2 separate regions of the Arachis hypogaea genome follow, and region 2 is linked to region 1. Evidence: chromatin contacts called from public Hi-C data. All regions are on one chromosome and are shown on one strand. The core of a region is the stretch at or near the end of the contact, and the rest is flanking DNA. Distances in the headings are between cores, read along the strand shown.

Evidence for each region. A called contact is a pair of places that touch in the nucleus more often than the background predicts.
Region 2: a contact with region 1 is called in a Hi-C map of leaf, with 5 times the contacts expected there. The contact joins the promoter of LOC112749019 here to the promoter of LOC112748974 in region 1. A contact is called at or near these places in 4 of 8 Hi-C or Micro-C datasets (all in leaf).

The regions. Positions count from the first base shown.
Region 1 is chr15:10,153,437-10,160,436 of arahy.Tifrunner.gnm2.J5K5, reverse strand. It overlaps LOC112748974 (protein BZR1 homolog 1), which reads right to left and starts at 3,752. Exons shown (of 2, transcript XM_025797236.3): 1 at 3,068-3,752; 2 at 1,732-2,832. The coding sequence starts at 3,292. The coding sequence ends at 2,098. LOC112753451 (U6 spliceosomal RNA) reads right to left here and starts at 193; the gene lies at 92-193.
Region 2 is chr15:10,305,841-10,312,840 of arahy.Tifrunner.gnm2.J5K5, reverse strand. LOC112749019 (UDP-glycosyltransferase 72E1) reads right to left here and starts at 3,372. Exons shown (of 1, transcript XM_025797278.3): 1 at 1,512-3,372. The coding sequence starts at 3,237. The coding sequence ends at 1,759. LOC112749020 (a long non-coding RNA gene) reads right to left here and starts at 5,598. Exons shown (of 2, transcript XR_003175065.2): 1 at 5,438-5,598; 2 at 4,102-5,295.

The DNA of each region.
Region 1 (7,000 bases), core at 2,503-5,002:
TTGCTTTAATCATGGGCGTGGAAGTCTTTGTGATATCTCGGATCAGGTTTGCTTCCGTTGGGTCTGCTTTATCTTCTCCAACGCTTCTATCGCATGCACAACAGAACTCTTGATTTGTGCGTGTCATCCTTGCGCAGGGGCCATGCTAATCTTCTCTGTATCGTTCCAATTTTATCGGATGTCCCGTAGGGACTCTATTGAGGTGCTTCTACCTAAACGACTAAACCAAGGTTTGGAGCAACAATCAATTTTTTTTTTTTTTTGGTAGTGAAACAACAAGCAGTTTTGAAGTAAAATATCCAAACATGATTTCTGAAAGTGTTTTGCCGGTTTTATAGTCTTTTCTTTCTTGGGTGTACTTTTGGGTTTTTGGTAACAATTGAGGGTTTTTAATTAAAATGATGCAAATATAATTGGGCTTTGGCGGAGAGAGGTGGATTATCATGGTTGGGCCATTGGAGGAACCTGGAGAGAGGTGGATTATCATGGTTGGGCCATTGGAGGAACCCGTAGATCCTGGAGAACCAATATAGGCTCCTCACATTAAGTCCCAGCTTTGAATTTTGATTTTTCTTCTCGGTGTGACCTGGCACACTGTTGAAATAAATCACTGTTTGCATCGCTTGGCAATGAGAGAGAATCATGCATGAGACGAGAGCGTTGAACACACACCAAAGAAGAATAACCAGAAAGAACAAGAAAGCAAAGAACACATATATTCACGATAACATGACAGTTTGTTTTGCGGGTTCTGAATTTTGACCTTCAAGATTACGAACCAGGAGAAATAATGTGTTCTCCTTTGAACTTGTATATTCCTCTTTAACAGTCAGGCATCAGGCACCGGGTTATTCATATCTTATACACGTAGATAATGGACAGCCAAATCATAATAAAACATTTGCACTCAAATTCAGCAAATCATAATTTAGTGCAAGCCATGTATAGGATCAAAATTAAAGTTGAAAAAAAAAAATTAAAACAAACTGTGGACGGATTCACCAGATATTCCCTAACTAAGTCTAGTTTCTGCAGGGTCTAGAGTGCTGAGATTCAAGCCCTTGTTTTTTCGTCAGTGATCATCAACACATCAGAGTTTATGTTGCTATCATATTATCTCAACAATGAGGAATCATGAAACTTTACAGCTAGACTCGTAATTTCTCGCAAGAAAAATACACTTACGAGCCATGCATAAGAGAATTAATATCCTCATTCCTCGGGTTATCTAACATCCTTCTAGTATGAAGATACACGATATAGAATTATAGACAGAAGAGAATGACAGAAATACTAAATTAATACACACTACCTAGATAATATTAGGCCCCACATAATTGCTTTGTGTTTTTCTCTATCACAATACAATCCTCTAACTTAATGTCCAAATATATACATATGTATAATCCTCTACCGTCAAGTTACCCTCTCATAACAAAGGCGGAAAGTTTATTAGGATGGAAGTGATGTAATTTTTTTCCCTTTGGTGACTAGGAAGTGATGTTAATTACCTTCTCATAAGTAATGCTGATCGAGCAAAACCGCATACATATTCAGTGTGGAAACTGGAAACAGCAAATGCAGTAGTTTAAACTTTTGAGGCCGAATGGAGTAAAACTATAAAGCTTCAAAAGTGGGCTTCTCAATCTCTCCATATCAGTTTCAAATACACACATTGGAATGCTCAGCTATGTAATGAAATAAAGAGTATGAAAGCATTAAGAATATCTCTTCAGTGAACTTCAATTTCTCCTGGTCTATAGTAATAAGTTAAGATTAAGTCTCAAAACACTACCAAACTTTTTAAAGGTTGCCTCAAATGCAACTATTCAACAATCAACAAGGCATCACAATGAAGTCAAATTTCATGTAATGTAACGAAATATAAACGGGACTGTACATATAAGAAAAATATAGAAATGCAACATAGCAACCGATTTCCCCGGCAATGGCAGAGTGGCAGCTCCATCCAAGCAATCCATGCAGACGCCAAGGAAACGCTGCAGACTTGGGCTTGGGGATCGGGTTCGCAGCAGTGTTGTGGCCTTTGGGCGTGATATAGACATAAGAAGGTAGCCCTAAACATTGTTTTCAACATCAGGCCTTTCCACAGCCTAGAGTAAGTTCCAACTCATCCACTCCCACCTCATGTATCCTCTCACCCTCCCATGGCTTCACTCGACCATTCTCAAAGTCAAAATCCGATGGTCTTCCTCTCTCTGCAGCCTGGCCCCATTGCATGCCTTCATTCATATCCATGGAACCCTGGGGAGTGATCTGCTGCATTGCTGGTTTCACAAGGTTAAAGGTAGGCGACGGAGGAGCAGCCGAGGCAGTCGTTGTCTGAAAACTAACCCAGCGACCGGAGTCCACAGTGGAAGCATCAGATTCATCACACTCAGGAATGGTGGAAGTAGCCAATTGGTGGCGGCGGGAGGGGCTGGATGGGGCGGATACCGCGAAGAGAGGATGGCGGAACGAATTAAGAGAGGAGACATTGGAGAGGGATTCGAAATCCGCCTTCCTTTTAGAACCCCTGGAGGTTGGGGAAGAAAGAGGAGGGGTAACAGGGGCACTATTGGATATTCTAAGAGGAGGAAGGTTTGTGGGGATGGAGGTGATGTTATGAATGAATGGTAGGAGGAATGAAGAGGGGTTTTGAAGGTTGGGATCAATGCGAGAGGGGCTGGGGAATGATGAGGAAGTTGGGCTAGCATGGTAGGAAGGAACAGGGCTTGGGAATGCTGATGACTGTGGGCTTGGCTGCAGTGAAGAACAACCACTCATGTTCGCTGGAGTTCCTCCAATCTCACCTTGCGGCCTCTTGCATCCCTGTCATCAAAACACAGATCTCAATCAAGATTTCTAGGGTGAAACTAACGGAACATAATCAATCATCTAGAACTATCACAATGACACCTGATCTCAGATTAACACTACAAAAGCTAGTTAGATCGCAAGCCTCCAGGATCAAATCAAACTTTTTGCAAGATTAGAAAGCGGATCAACAAAGCAAGCAAGAAAGAGCAAGTAGATCTGAGAGGGAGAGAGAAGTAGAAGAAGAAACCTTGCCGTAGGTAGTTCCGTCCTCTTCGACAATCCAACCAGCTTCGGCACAGAGAGCTTTCAAGACCTCGTTGTTATCACAGTGCTTGGGAAGCTTGTAGTTACCCTGAGCTCGAAGACCAGCGTAGATCTTCGCTGCAATCGCTCTCCGCCTTCTCTCTCTCCGCTTGTTGTTCTCCCTCTCCTTCCACGTCGGCAGCCTCCCCGACGATCCACCGCCGGTCATCTTTCCGGCGCTTCCACCCGCGCTCTCTGTGTTAGCTTTGCACAGTTAAAACTTAAAACCCTCTCCCTCTCTTTTTCTTTCTCTTTCTCTTTCTCTTTCTCTGAGTGTGGGTGTCAAGAGGGAGAGGAGGATCCTTTATTTTTTTTTTTAATTTTTCTGTAAATCTAAGTTATTTGTGTCAGGTGCAGGAGAAGAGAAGGAGGAGAAGAAAATGAAGTGCTGCTTCCTTTTTAGATTCTTCCCACCCTTCCTCTCTTTCTCTCTCCTTCCCTTTTCACACTTCCCTCGGTTTTTCTCTTCCATAACCATTTCTTATTTTATTTTTATTTTTTTTTATGTGTAGGGTTGGATTGCAGATGGAGAGGAATGGACCGGTTGCTTTTCTCATACCAAAATTCGTAAAGCTAAATGCTATTTTAATATTATTTTCTTAAGATAATTAAATTAAATGATGTATACTAATGTAAAGAATTCGAATGACGCTATTGTAAATTTATTGGTTCATTGATTAAAAAAATAAAAATATTATTTATATATTAAAATTATTTATAAAATTAATTATTAATATATTTATATATATTATTTAATTTATTTTAATGTGTATTTATATTTTAATATATATTTTATATTAATAAGTAATTTTAGTATACACTAGAGAGAAAGAATACAGACTCACACTCATTGATTCAACCGTGCACGTTCATAAATGTATTAAAAAAGTGTGATCTCTCTGTACAAGAATTGGATCTTACACACACATTTAAGGAACGCGATCCATGAAGCATTAACTAACCTTCTATAATTATATATGTAAACTGAATATATAATTAAGCATCAACACAAATTTTTTACTTATTAAACTTAATTTTATTAGAATCTTGTTGACTTATTTTTTAAGAACACATTTTAAGAATTCTATTTTCTAAAAAAATATTTTATTAAAAATTATTGAAAAAATATATTTTATATTGAGTATATTAAATATATAAAAAATAAAATTATTATTATACTCTTAAAATATATTTTGAGAGTATAAATTAGCTAAATGTTTTTTGGTAGTATTTAAGTTATTTATTATTTAACGTTAATTAATCATCATTTAATTAGTTTATATATAAAACAAACGAGAAACGCGAGAACAATTTCGTGGAACTTTGCCGAGTGGCCCATCATCCATCATGAATGCAGACAAGATATAGTGAATAATAATGAATTGTAACTAGTAGTCAAACATTTAGGCAATCTAAGTCCATGTATCATCCATTATTAGAAAAACTTGCATGAACTTAAATTGAGCTTAGGATAATTTTGTGGTGATAATATTCATGTAACTAATGTAGTCATGTGTAAAGGTAGTAGGCAGGCACAAGGGCACGGCGTTGAAATAAAGAGGGAGGGAAGATGTCTATCATAGAAAGACCTAACGCACCGTTCCTTCATCAAAGGCACATGACTTGTTTGTTCGTTAGCACTTAACACATACATTCATATTTGATGGTGTAGATTAGACTGTACCTATACGGCATACCACAGTCCAATTATGCGGCGTCCACACACCCACATGACTAACATGGCCCACCACCCCCGACCCCTACATCTCTACCCCCTCCCTCACTAGCTCTACTTACACTATATTTAGTTTGATAGAAAATGAATGAAAAAAAATAATATTTTTTTGTTTAATTATCAAAAAAAATAAAAAAAAAATTTATGAAAGTTTTACTAAAAAAATTTTTTTTCCATCACAAAAAAAAAAGTATTATATTTTTTGTATTTTTAATACTATCTTTAGTTATATTATTATTAATAATTATTAATATAAATTTAATTTTAATATATTATTATAATAAAATTTATATTTAAACATTATATGTATTAGATAAATAATTTAAATTAAATATATAAAATTATAATATTTTATAATATTCATAAAATATAATAAACATAAATAAATAAAAATATTTATATTTTATTTTATAATAAAAATATTAATATAATTTTATATTATTATAATTTTTTTTTACACACAAATAATTCAATTTTTTATTTTTTTATTTTATTTTTTTTTATTCTATTTTCTTCCAACCTCCAAACAAAGTGTTACCTTCCAAAACATGAACTAAACAATAACAATCAAAATAAAACTATGATTTTTAGTGGTTTTTTCTTCTAAAAAATAAAGAGTTACTGTATATAAGAGCATATGGTAGGTGGATCTGTGAGTTGAGACTTGAGAGTGTGGGTATGATGTTTAATATTGTTAGTGGATGAGGGAGGGGCCTTGCTGGTCATTTTATATTTTGGTAAGAAACCGAAAGTGAAAATGGAGAAACAAGAAGACCAGTCAAAGCAAGTTGCAACCCACATGCAAATTCGCTGTGGGAGATAGAGATGCTATGAGGCAGAAACACCCACCCAAAGTGGGTCCTACAATTCGAGCATCTCCATTATTGCCAATTGGTTGGTTTCAACAAATATACAACAATTCCATAATTGCATCATCACAAGACCATTTTTTGCCTCCCTTACACACAATATATAGCACATAGGACATAGGACATGGATACTAATTAAATTTATCTTATGTTTTTCATATTTTTATCTTCGAAAACTGTTACCATTATGTAAAATCTTCTTTAACTAATGGGGCTTAATTATCTTTTGCTTAAATAAGCTTAATTTCTCTAGTTAAACATAAATAACTCCCTCCATAATATCAAATTGAGAATTATACAATGAACCAAGTTATCAAAGGGTTTTTCTTCATTTCGTTTATTTTAAAATAAATGTTTTGATTTTATTATATATTCAAAATTAATTTCTTTAAGGATAACTCATGTGCAAATATATTAATTAATATCTTAATGTATGAAAAATGGCACTAATTAGGGGTTTGTTACTAAACCAAACAGAATTAAAAAAATCAGTTTTTTTTTTTTTTTCAATTCGATTTGATTATCGGTTGTTAGGGTAAGAATGACAATATTATCTAAACATGTAGGTACCCACTCTATTCCTACTCGTTTGGGGGCGGATATAGAGATGGCAACGAATCCCGCCTCCTGCCTCCAAAACCTGTCCCCGTTTCTGTAACAAGTAACGGAGACCCCGTATCCGCCGAGCACCGGGATCTCCGCCGATTTTTATAAAAAGTAATAAAAATATAAAAATATAAAAAAACAGAAAAAATAAAAAAAAAAAAGATCATTCTCGATTGTTATTACAAACATATTTTTTATTGTCTCCAAATACTTAAAGAGCAATAAACAACAAATATCTCTACTAAATATATTTATAAAACATTTAAACAACCAAACATATTCAAAAACTAAAATACATAATTCTCAAGCCTTCTTTCATCCTGTGATGGTAGTGATGGTAAATTCTTATTTATTTGAATCCTACATCGAACAAAAAATCACAAATCACAGGAATCATGAAATTTCGAAGAAATCACAAAAATCAAATCACATAAATTACAGAAATATAAATTGTAATCAACAGAATCAAAATGAGGAATAATCAAAGTCAGAAATAATACTATAATAATTAACAAGTTCTTCAAAATAAATTAAAATGAACAAGTTCTTCAAAGCATATTAAAATAAATTAGAACAAGTTCTTCAAAGCAAATTAATAAGTTCTTCAAAATAAATTAACATTAACAAATTTTTCAAAACAAATTAAAATAAATCAGAGCAAGTTCTT
Region 2 (7,000 bases), core at 2,123-4,622, 150 kb before region 1:
CAGCTGTGATGAGAGACAACACACGCAGAGGCAATAACTTTGGTGATCGGTGCTTTAACTTCAATGTGGAGCCAAATTTGACTTGGCATGCGCAACATAATTTATAGAGAGTTAATTCTAATTATAATAGCAGCTGAAACTAGAGGGAGTTGTCGTTTTTATTACATGCTCGATTAATGTAGCTTTAATATTGATTGGGATTTCTTTGCATATATGTCCCACTTTTGAAGAGAAAGTGAACCGTAATACCCGCTGCTTACTCATCCTTATGCTTATGCTTCAACTATATATTTCAGTTAAAAATATGGACTATTTAGATAAATAGGTTTAAAATGTTTTTTTTTGTAATATTTAAATTTTAATATATATAATTAATTAAATTGTATTATTTTTATTAAAATTAGACTAAATAAATTAATATGATAAAAAAATAAATTAAATTTTAAATTGGTCTAAATTAATATTATTTTTTATAAAAAATTATTATAATATTATATATATTAGGAATATTTTAGTCATTTTCTATAATAAGAATATTGTAATAATTTTTTTATAAAAAATAATATTAATTTAGATAGGTTCAAAATTTGAATCACTATTTTTCGGTTAAATTAAATTGTCTGACCTAATTTTCACAAAAATAACACAATTTAGTCGATTATATATATTAAATTTTAATTATTAAAAGATATTTTTAAAACAGACGTTTTAGATGTATTTATCTGAATAGATCTAAAAAAAGGTGAAAACTCAGATGCAGTCTACTTTATGTGAAGTTGATAACTGAGAGTCGTTAGATAAAAATTTAGTCAAATAATTCAAATTATTTAAGGGCTCCCAACTATCAACTTCACGTGAAGTTGATTGCACTCGAGTTTTCATATTATTTATTCTTTAAAATTCAGTATTTGATCCATTTTTTTAATTCATTATTTTTAATTAATTTAAATATTTATTTTTATTTACCTATTATTCAAAAAATTATTTATTTTTTATTTGTTGGTTTTACTAGGTATACAATAATTTTTGTGAATAATGTGAATAATGAGCTCTACAAATGATTCAATAAAAAAAAAAATACTCCATCCCCCAAATTACCTCTTAAACCCTAACATTAGAATAACTATCTGTAAACCTAATGAATTAAATATTCAGCTATTGTTACCTATGCATGACTGAATCGAGAAGACAATTAAGAATCAACATAATTATCTGCATACCTATTGAATTGAATATCTAACATATATATTATTTACATTAAATAAAAAATATTTAAAAAGAGAAAAGCTATTTGTATACTAAAAGTAGTCACTAAAATTAACCACTAATGTATTTATATATAAATACATGTGTGGTTTAATTTATTTTTAATATATATTTATACTTTGATAATTGATTTTGATATAAACGAAGCATAACTCATTTAAAAAATATCTAATTGAACTAATTCCAATTAAACGCTCATGTTTGTTATTGCTTTCACGTAACTGGCAAGTTACGATATATTAATATGGCCGAAAAATAATTAATTTTTTTATAAAATATATTAAAATATACCTTAAATTATAGAGCAATACTAGGGGCCAAAACATTTGTGATTGGTAGCCATCAACTAGCCATCAATGATGATTTGATGGTGTGAGATTGGTGTGAAATATCATCCAATAGCTCACATTTTTCTGCTGGTTACATGTTGGCCAAAATGCAATAAAATTGCTGGCTCCTAAACTTTTCCTTAATATTTTTGCACTCTTGAGATCATGCACCACGAGCTTTAGCCTCTGAAGCGGCGCGAGAGTAAGTTCTGAATTGACGCAGCGACTCATAAGAGCTTCCAAACTCACACACTGCTTTCTCTGCACTCGCTTTCAGCTCGTTCACCTTTGCCCTCATTGCACCACCTTCTTCTTCCGCCATTACCCTTCTCACAACCCTCGCTATCTCATCCCTCCCAACCACGCCACCACCCTCCGCCTCACCCCTCGCCCTCACCGCCACCCCGAGCTCCTTCGACAACATGGCAGCGTTCATCTTCTGCTCCGAGTAGAGCGGCCAAGCCACCATTGCCACCCCACCAAAGATTGCCTCAAGCACAGAGTTCCAACCACAGTGCGTCACAAAACCACCCGTCGCAGCATGTCCCAGAATCTCCACCTGCGGGGCCCACATGGGAATCACCAATCCCAATTCCTTCGTCCTCTCCACGAACCCCTTCGGCAAGTACTCCGGCGACCCGTCCCCGCCAATTCCGACGTCGAAATATGCGCCGGAAGCATCGCCCTCAATGGGTGGCCGCACCACCCAAACAAACCTCTGCATGCTGAGCTCCAATCCCCACGCAAGCTCCCTAATCTGAGCCTCAGACATGGTCCCTCCGCTCCCGAACGACACGTAGATTACCGATTCCGTCGGTTGCCGGTCAAGCCACTGCATAACCTTGTTGTCCACGTGTACACTACCCGTGTCACGGTCCGCTAACGTCCTCACTAGAGGTCCAACCGGATAAACCGGTCCATTGGTGAACCTTCGCAAGATTCCAGAGTCCCCCAGCGCCTTCGTTGCTGAGGGCTCCAGATCTTGCCAAGTGTTGATCAGGATCCCATCAGAGCCATTTATTACCTTTGAAACCTTGGAGTATCCTTCATATATGGGCCCTAGGGGGTCCAAGAGAGCTTCGAGTGTGTCTTCGAATTGAATCGGTTCGCAACCAGGGATTGGAAGCGGTCCGCGGTTCTTGACATGAGTATTCTCCACCTGGTTGGGGTCCATAGCTGAAAGGTGTATGGTGAGAGCGGAGAACCAGGCGCTGGTGGTTAAGAAGACGAAGGGTTGCATGCCGAGGTCACGTGCCATGGGAATAGCTTCTGTACCGAACAGGTCAACGACAAGAAGAGAGGGAGGGTGCTTCATGGAGAGGATGAAAGAGCGGAGAGATGGTAAGGACTCGGTCATGGTTACGATGATTCTGTCATATAGGGAAGGGTCTGGTCCCAGTTTGGATGAAACATCTGGTTGCGGCAATTCCACCACGTTTGGGGCAGTTTCTAGATGTGAGGTTTGTTGGTGGATTTGGGAGCGAGCCGTTGCGAGATCGGTGGTGATGAGGAAGATGGTGACGTCGAAGGCGTGTTGTGTGAGGAGGCTCTTGCCAAGCTCCACCTCCGGGATGAGGTGGCCCATCCCTGGGCTGGTCAGAATGGCGGCGTGTGGCTTCTTGTCGTTGTTTGCTGTGGCCATGGCGGCTCTGCAGCTTCAGAGAGAGAGAGAGAGAGATATTTATGGAACGTGGATGAGAAAGAGGTATTCTGTCAAATAATAATAACGATAATAAAAAGCTTTTATAAATGTAATCAATATAGGTCATTTTAGGAAGATGCATATTATAAGGTGGTAGCCATATTGACTACAGTGCATGGACCATTCACCCATTGACATGCCGCAAAGGTTTCAATGTGCTCTTTAATTGGTTTGACTAAACAAAAATATTATTTTATACTAAAAATTATTTATTAAATATATATATATATATATATATATATATATATATATATATATATATATATATATAAACTGTTTTACATATTTTTAATATGTATAATGTATTGTATTTTATATATATTTTTAAAAATATTAGTACTTACCTAAATATTGTTAACAATGTAAATACTTTAAAATTTAAAAAATAAAAATGAGACAAATATTAATAGTAAACATGATATCGTTTACATGAAATATTCTTAGCACATAAATTTGTTTAATTGTCGTAAAAATAATAAGGAGGTGTGTTTATCTTAAGTTTAGCAACAAAAAGATCCATAATTACTTAGGCTCCTCTATACAAATTTTCTATTTGTTAATAGCCTAATTTTTATTTAATATAAGTTTCATTTTTTGGTGAACCATTTTCATAAGTATTATCGATTGCTAATTTTCTAATTAACGTCTTTATACCTTTCTTAATAAAATCTTTTTCTTCTTCTTTCAAAAATAAAAGAACACTTTGCAAGGTGTTTTTTCCGGTTTTTGGTTTTCCCTATTTGGGTCTGAGTATAGCCCGTGTTATCAGTTAGTGTTAAGATAGTTGCAAAAAGGCTCCGAGTCTTGACTAGTAATAAGCAGATATGTGTTATCCGAAAATAATAACGATACAGTGACAATTCTCCATTTTAGGCCCAAATTTCAGTGGATTCTTTCCAGAAACATCTTTGTTAATTGGATGTCTATATTAAGGAGAAAAAAACCGTTTTTATCAAAATGCAAATTCTCCATTTAGCCCCAAATTTAGCTAAGTTTGATATTAAACACATTAGTAATGAGTAATGACTCATGCCTGATCATGCCTCTATTTTCAGGCATCCAATTCTAATTTTGGGAGCCTATATCATGCGTGATGCCGTTGGAGTGAGAATCAGAGATTGAATATCGGCAATTTGGAGAACATGCCCAATGCATGCGTATCAAGATTCGACATTCAGCAGCTGGAAAGAGCAAAATCTTAGTGCACTGCCATGTTGCATTGTAGTTGTTGCCTATTGTAATAGTGTGCGTCTTTAACTAACTTGCCCAGGCAAAATCTGCAGCAGCAACTATGGGAGGTGGCTGAGAAGCTCCAGCAGCAGGTGTGGTGAGGGGAGGCTGTGAAGATGCAACAGCAGTGGTTGGTGTCGGCTAACAAGGCTCCAGCAGCAGCCCTTTCTTGATCCCTGTCTCTCCCAAATCTAAGGTTATTTTCATCAAATATGTTCACATTTACATCAGCAGCACCTGTAAATTTATAAAAGCAGCATTATCTCCATTTACAGCAGTAGATCCACCTCCATTGTCTCCATTTGCAGCAGCAAATCCACTATTATCAAATTTATCCTCCTCACTAGATGATTCTGATTCACCTTCAACTTCTACTTCTATCAGACCACTAGCTTCAATAGGCACATAATCCTCATCATTTGAGGTTATCTCAACACTATTACTTTTTTTACATCCATCAACAACATATATCGAACAATGCTTAACAGTTTGTGACACTAATAATCTACCCATTCTCATGGCATCTCTATCACTTATCATCAATTCTCTAAGATCCTCAGTTGATAGCCTGGTTCACAGTATCAAATCTTAGCATAACCTTTGTACCCTAACCTCTTTAATTCACTAACTATTTCTTACAAACTCCATTCATCAAGCTCAAAGTGCAAGTTTTCCAACACCCTCCCCCCAAAATATTCTAAACCGTGCCTTGTATCATGAAAATTTCCACCGTGATATAGGTCTATGGTAAAATCAGAATCTCCATCACTACACCAAAAAGAAAGAAAAAAAAAAAAACCAAATAAATGCCTTTTTACAGGTAAAAAGCCCCCATTGTTGGAGTCATTTTTAGTAACATATTCATCCTATCACTACAAGAACAATGAGGAGAAGATAGCACAGTACGTACCTTCGAGCAGCAACGACTAGGTACCTCCGACAACACAGTGCCTTTGACAGCAGAGAATGCGCTTCAACGAGGTGAGTGGCGAGGTGATCGACGGAGGCCTAGGTCAGTTGAAACCCCAGCAGACCTCAACAAAAAACGAAAAGGGTTTGGACTTTCTGAGAGTGAGGAAAAAACAAAGATGTTTTTGGAATTAATCTCGCCAAGTAACCAATAAAAATTTAATCAACAAATATTTTTAAATTATATTTTATATTAATTATTTATTATTAATTAATAATTATTTAATTTTTATTTTTAAAAATATAAAATTAATAATTATTAATTATAATAATTTAAAATTAGTTGATTAAAAATTATTTATTTTATATTTTTTTAAATTTAAAAAATATTGAAATGTCTTTAATTAGATCTTGTATCTTTAATTTTAAAATTTTTTTTAACATAAAATTCTATTGTTTTAAATATTTTTGTAATGGTAAGAATTAAATTGAAAAAAATTAAATGATATAGAGATCCGACTAACAAAAAAGAAATATAAAAACTTAATTAAAATTTCGATAAAATTATAAAAATTTGTAAAACAATTAAATTAAATATTATTTTATACTTAAAATTATTTATTAAATTAATTATTATATATTTATATATATTTAGGGTATCCGTATTTTTATATATATTATTTTATACGTTTTTAATATGTACTCTATATTAATACTGTTTTTAATATTTGTTCCATTTATATATCTGTATAAATTAATCATTATATATACTGTATACTTATTTTATAAAATACTAATACTTACCTAAATATTGTTAATAGCCTGTTTTTTTTTAACGTAAGTTTTATTTTTTGGCGAACCTTTTTCATAAGTAATATCTAATTTCTAATTTTCTAATTAACATCTTTATACTTTTCTTAATAATATCTTTTTATTAATAAAATATTTTTCTGCTTCTTCTTTTTTAAAAACTTTGCAATTTTTTTTTCTATTTGCGTCCGAGCGTAGGACGTAATATCAGTTTGAGTGTTAAGGTAGTTGCGAGAAAAGTTCGAGTCTTGACTAGTCATAAGCAGAGTTGTCCCTTTTTATCTTTTTGGACATTAAGCAGAATTGTCTTATCTGAAAATAATAACGGTCTACTGACACAATTCTCTATTTTAGGCCCATATTTCAATGGATGTCTCTCCAGAAACAACTTTGTTAACTGGATGTCTAAATGGATATTTTTCCAGATTAAGAGGGGAAATAAACAATTGTTTGTCAAGATGCAATTCTCCAGTTTAGGCCCAAACACCACTCACACACACTAACCTAACCACCGCATGCCACAGCCACACAGTGCACTGCCATGTTGCATTGTAGTTGTTACCTATTGTAATAATGGGCTTCATTAGTTAACTTGCCTAGACAAAACAAACCCCCTCCCAAGAAAAAAAAGAAAAATGATTCATGCATTGTGCTTTATTATTAATGATGAGTTACAGTATAACTGTATTTTTAAAGAAGTTAATTAGAAAGTCAGTATTTTTCAACTAATATTAACTATTAAAATTATTTTTTA